Regions from separate parts of the Mus musculus genome. Here region 1 is linked to region 2. The links are chromatin contacts, called in public HiChIP or PLAC-seq maps. All regions are on one chromosome and are shown on one strand. Each heading gives the region's core, a stretch centred on a gene start, on an enhancer-like site or on the middle of the called end of the contact. The rest is flanking DNA. Distances are from core to core; before and after follow the strand shown. Region 1 overlaps Atf7ip2 (activating transcription factor 7 interacting protein 2). Region 2 holds the start of Rpl39l (ribosomal protein L39-like).

Region 1 (2,700 bases), core at 77-2,576, 47 kb after region 2:
TAGATAAATAACTATGTATTTTTACATATTTAGTTAGGCAGCCTTCTGGATCCTGAGTTATTACTTACTAATTCCATGTTCTCTTTTGGCTGCTGTGGACCCAGAAGGCTGCCTAACTAGGCTGCGCTCTCCTAACTCCTCCTTGCCATGCCTCTCTGTCCTGTACTCTTTCCAGGCATGGTGTTCTTTTCTCTACACTTTCCTGGCATGGTGGATCTCTCTCTTCTTCCTTGCAGTTCCAAACCTGGAAATACTAAACCCCGCCTATCTCTCTTCTTCCCAGCTGTTTACCAAGCAGAATTAACTGGGGCAGGATCCCTCAGTGTCTTTACATGCAGACTGTCATGCAAACAATTTTGGGGACCTAATTAATATTAGAATATAAGCAACATTAGGCCAAACCCACTATATTTCCCCCGTTTTGTCCAGTTAAAAAGGATCTTTCTCTCAGATAAAAATTGAACACAATTATAACAGTTATGCAAATTATAAGGTATATATATATATATGACATTTGTAATGTTCACTCCATCATATTTGTCAATTTAGATAAAGTATGCTATTATCTATCCTAATTAAAGGATTTTATAATTCTATACTTGAATTATGTCTGATTTGAATTAGCATTACCATCTGAAAACTATTCTTTCAAATCTAGAACATTTTCTTTAATGCTAAATAATTTAAGTTCAATTATGAGACTACAACTAGTCTTCAATCCTGTCAGAGATCTGAGAAGGAATTAAATATTATTTGAATATGTAGGAAGCACAAAGACATAGTTTTGGAAGCCTACCCATGGCTCACATGGACTGGGTTTCACCTGGGAGGCAAGCCAGGGATGAAAAGAGAGGGGAACTGGGCGGTCAAGAGAAAAATGGAGCTAAGTCAAGATTCCTAATCAAAGCTCAGATGTTTAATAGCAAAAGTGCTTATAAAGGGGCAGGGAGGGGAGGCCCATTCCTGCCAATCCATTCTTGGAGCCTGGAACCAGCATGTGCAGGATAGGGTGTAGTCTCTGGAATAGCTCTTGGGCCTCTCAACAGGTAGCAGTGTCTTGAAGGAGAACAGCAGCAGTGGCTGAACAATAGAGTGATCTAGGGAGGAAGGCTCCACCCTAGGTAATCTCCTTAGTAGCAGCAAGGTCAAGGTCTTGGCTCAGCCTGCTTCAGGCTGGGGGAGGTTACAATTTCCCTCCTGTTATTAATATTTAAAAAAAAAGAACCAAGGCATAAAATTTATTTATGCTCTATAGTCCTACCTGGGAGTTATTGTGGCTGGCGGCCGCGCCTGTCTTAGGAAATCTTAGAGCTTCCCAAACCATCTAAATTCCATCTTGAAGGCTACGTGCAGCTTGTTTGTGTTTATTTCACACAAAACATGGCTCTATGGTGTGTTATCAACAGCCACGGCTTTTTAACATGTACCTCTGTCTTAGATTGGTATGGTTCCAAGATCTAGGTGCCTGTCTTTGACTGTCCGGCCCTCATTAGCACACCTTATTCCCAATTCAGACCAAAGCCACAATATGTACTTAGAATGTTTCTTCATGAAGATTAATAACTGCCACCTGTTGGAGGCGAGACTGTACACCTGCTGCAGTCAGACTGAAGGTTGTTAACTAACCTGCTTGAAAAACAAAGTTGAGACAGTGAAAACCAGCAGTATAAAAGCTTCTTTGGGGAAGTCCAGGTACTCCATTCAATTGCAAATTAGCAACAATCAAGCTTAGACTTAGAGATCCTGGTGTGGGGGAGGTGACTTTGAGAATCACAGAAAGGCTGTAACTTTTCTGGGAGAGGAGGCTGTGTGCTCCAAATTAACTTTTCGGCTAAAAAGAATTTTTAGCTATAATCAAGGTCAGAGTCATACAGAGTCATATGATCATCTAACAATTTTTGAAAATCATTCAAAGTCCGTAAGTTGTCTCTGCGAATAACTATCTTCTGGGGAAAAAAAGCTTGATTGTTAAGCCTAAAACCCAATAATTATGAGGATCCTGAGTTTGTATCTTTTCAGGAGTTATCTGTAATCCTTTATCAGCTAAAGCTTTTTGTAAATCTCTATAACACAAAAGCAAATCCTAGGGGTCTTTTCCAGGCAACCCAGGACAAATTCTTAACTGTCCAAAAACAGTCTTAAAGGAACAGTATTTTTTCTTATGAGTTGCATAAGCAATTGCAAACTTGAGAATTAATAGGATCTAAGGAATGAACAATTTTAAGCAATTGTGAGCTCTGGTATATATATATATATATATATATATATATATACCATCTACAGCACACAATTTAATTATCTCTGCTGAAGCAGGAGAAAACTCAAAAGAATAAGCATGTGATCCAATTCACATATACATTTCTCCCATAGATGGGCTGTTTTTAAACACAGTAATTGGGATGCATGCATGCATGAATTTATAGAAGACACAGAAGCATGCATAAAAACAATTTTTTAACTTATCTTTGGGATAATGATTGTCAATTTTATTTAAAATGATGGTATGTAATAGATCAAATATTAATATTCTATAATAACAAAATTAATTGCTGTTTGGAACAAGGAACAGACACTTAGTCAGGTTTTTTTTATTACATATTTTCCTCAAATACATTTCCAATGCTATCCCAAAAGTCCCCCATACCCTCCCCCCACTCCCCTAACCACCCATTCCCACTTTTTGGCCCTGGCATTCCCCTG
Region 2 (2,700 bases), core at 107-2,606:
ATGAGCATCCACTTCCATGTTTGCCAGGCACGGGCATAGCCTCACAAGAGACAGCTATATCAGGGTCCTTTCTATTGGCTTAGATATGTATCTGAGCAATGTAGGGTGAAAAGGCCAAAGGAAAAACACCCTGACCCCAGGCACAAAGGCCAAGAAACAAAATCCTACCAATCCCTGAGTTTGACCCAAGCTCAGGACTTGAAATCCCACCAATCCTGCCCCCTGGAAATTACCCACCAAGAAACCCTGGGACTATGTGACAAAGATACATGAGCATAACTCCATTTCACCAGAAGCAGACTGTGCTCTAATACAGACAATGAAAGACAAGCTGTCCAAGAGAATAAAGGTTGTGCACTGAGGCACATCAGGGTGAGGCTCTGTGGGTTCTGAAGGCAGAAATGACTATCGGGATGGTGTCCAGTGGAAAGCTTACTGCCTTAGGTTCCACCCCATAGTCTCAGATAAGGAGCATTTTTGCTGAATCTATCTTTGAGTCATGGTTTCTTTCATATAGGAACCATCTGTGCTACCAGGTACTGTTGAGAGTAGGAAGCTTCCATGTCAGATGGAGATAGTTTTACCCTTTAATAGGGACCAGTTTATCTTTAGACGACATGGTGTGAGTCAGAGAAAATGCAGCTGACACTGGACACAGGAGCTATAACTTAGTACAAAATGTCTATAGAGCCCCCAAACCAACAGTGACTGAATGGACTGTAGAACTATCCTGGCAGAATGCCACTTTTATGTGGGTTCGGTATAAACATGGGTTTGAGGTCAGAAGCCTTTGCGGGATTCTTTGCCAGCTTTGTCAGTTTGAGCTCCTGGACTTAATTACGGGCATGGATCGTACATGTGGCTTTGACATGTGATTTTGCTTTTGGAGGCAGGGTCGTATGTAGCCCTGGCTAACTTGGCAATTGCTATGTGTGGCCAAGAGTGACCTTGAACTTCTTTTTTCTTTTACCTCTCAAATATTGGGATTATGAACAAGAGCAACTACGGCACATGACATGTTATTTTTTTATATCCTTTCATGTCTGCAAGCTTTTTATCTGCAGATAATTCATAACATATTTTGAGTCCTGGGGGTGGAGAGCAGCATTCCTGTTATACTTGAGAGGTGAACATTTCCGTCCTGTGCAATAGTATTTGGCAGTTTCTGAATCTCAAGCTCCTAAGGCCTTAACAGTTCTAACAGACATCCCCGGAAGACTAGCAAGCGCAAGGTACCGAGACTCAGCCCCAGAATTTGCCGTACCCGGAAGCGCTGGAAGCTAGCGCTTGCTTTACGTAATCCGCGCCTGCGTACTTTCAACACCCACTGCCTCTCCCTAGCTCCCAGGCCTTTCCGGATTTCCGGTGGTCGCCATTCTTTTAACTGCCGAGCCTGCAGCAGCGTGGTTGGTCTGGTGTGTGGTCCAGGGCTCCCGCGGTGCAGGGCTCACAGGTGGGTCGCTGTGTGGCATTGCGGCCTGGGCTTGTGCTACCACCTCAGCTTTGGGGCTCAAGGAAACTTTCGGTTTTTTGTTTTTTCTAGGAAACCCGGCAGAGTCAGGCGCTCAAATCCACCCTGCCTTTCCAAGTTCAAATCTGGTTTAAACTCGCCGGGAAGAGGTAAGAGGAAACACTATATGGCAGTTAGTTGTTTTTTTTAAAGCCCAGCAATTTCCTTTTAGATCTTTGTAGTGGTTTTTCTCCTGAGTTGTGGTCCCCTTCCCTTTCCTTTACTCGGCCCTTTTGTTTCCCTTACAAACATTTCCAATGATTTCGTCCTCTTGATCCACTTTTACTTTGACTGTGTTGAGGCGAATTTCTACCTCAGGCTGGGATTAAACCTAGGACTTCCTGTATGCCACACAACTGCCACCCGAGCTACATCCTCAGCCCTGCAGCCCCATTTGGATTGATTTTACAGAAGGAACTCGTGATGTCCCCTTATGTATTAGAGAGTCTCTTCGTTGACAGTTATAATGCTTGGGGCTTTGAACAGGATTTAGATATCTAGTTAGAACCTTCTACACAAATCGGGTTACCATGTCTTCCTATGGGGCCAGAGATATGACTCAGGTCCTGTTCCCCTGACTAGTATTTAAAGAGTACTGCAGTTTCCATCCTTGGCTTAATACAAGGTTGATTATGTGTATTCATGGGGCCCTGACTCTAGTGTCCTCCAAAGCATGTTAAAGCCTAACTAGTTGCCAACACCAGTTTTGAGAGATATGATACAGGAAGAAGGATACTCAGTGATTACCATGCCTTTGGAAGTCAAGCAAGGAGTCTTAACCAAAGTAAAACAGAAAAAGAAGGCAGAGATGACAACTTTTCATACTTTTTGTTACATAGTAGAATCACTCCAATGCAAACAGTCATTGCAATTGGTCAAATAAAATATTAAGGAACACATTTGAAGAACTGCTGGAGGCTTGCAGAATAAGCTAATCTAAGCCACAAAAGCATGGGGCTTTTTAGGGGAGGTGGAGGGCCAGATCTGGTTGGTCAGTACACAGGGCTGGAAATTCCCTGTCAGACTCACATACTCAATGGTCTCATGACACATCAGTGGTACTATCACCGTGGCAGGCTTTTAAAAAGGGGTCCAGTTGAGGATGCTAAGGCTTTCATTTGGTATGTTCAGTATGTTTGGGGCCTTTTGGGTTGAAATGGTTTTGTTATGACTTTGTGCCCGTATGGTTC

What was found. HiChIP or PLAC-seq counts read pairs in DNA pulled down with a chosen protein or histone mark.
Region 1: a contact with region 2 is called in an H3K27ac HiChIP or PLAC-seq map of embryonic stem cells, with 7 read pairs. The contact joins the enhancer-like site here to the promoter of Rpl39l in region 2. A contact is called at or near these places in 1 of 39 promoter capture datasets (macrophages), 3 of 484 Hi-C or Micro-C datasets (cerebral cortex, embryonic stem cells and nephron progenitors), 1 of 115 datasets of contacts at active chromatin or transcription factors (embryonic stem cells) and 1 of 9 other capture datasets (liver).

Annotation. Positions count from the first base shown.
Region 1 is chr16:10,215,530-10,218,229 of GRCm38.p6, forward strand. All of the region lies in intron 6 of Atf7ip2 (activating transcription factor 7 interacting protein 2), which reads left to right. Among named protein-coding and RNA genes, the nearest start is that of Gm24667, 21 kb to the right of the region's middle. Within about 2 kb of position 1,327, at least 7 of the 459 cell types and tissues checked have an H3K27ac peak or open chromatin away from gene starts, as enhancers often do. A contact at or near this core is called in embryonic stem cells, where this site is marked.
Region 2 is chr16:10,168,872-10,171,571 of GRCm38.p6, forward strand. Rpl39l (ribosomal protein L39-like) reads left to right here and starts at 1,357. Exons shown (of 3, transcript NM_026594.2): 1 at 1,357-1,453; 2 at 1,544-1,620.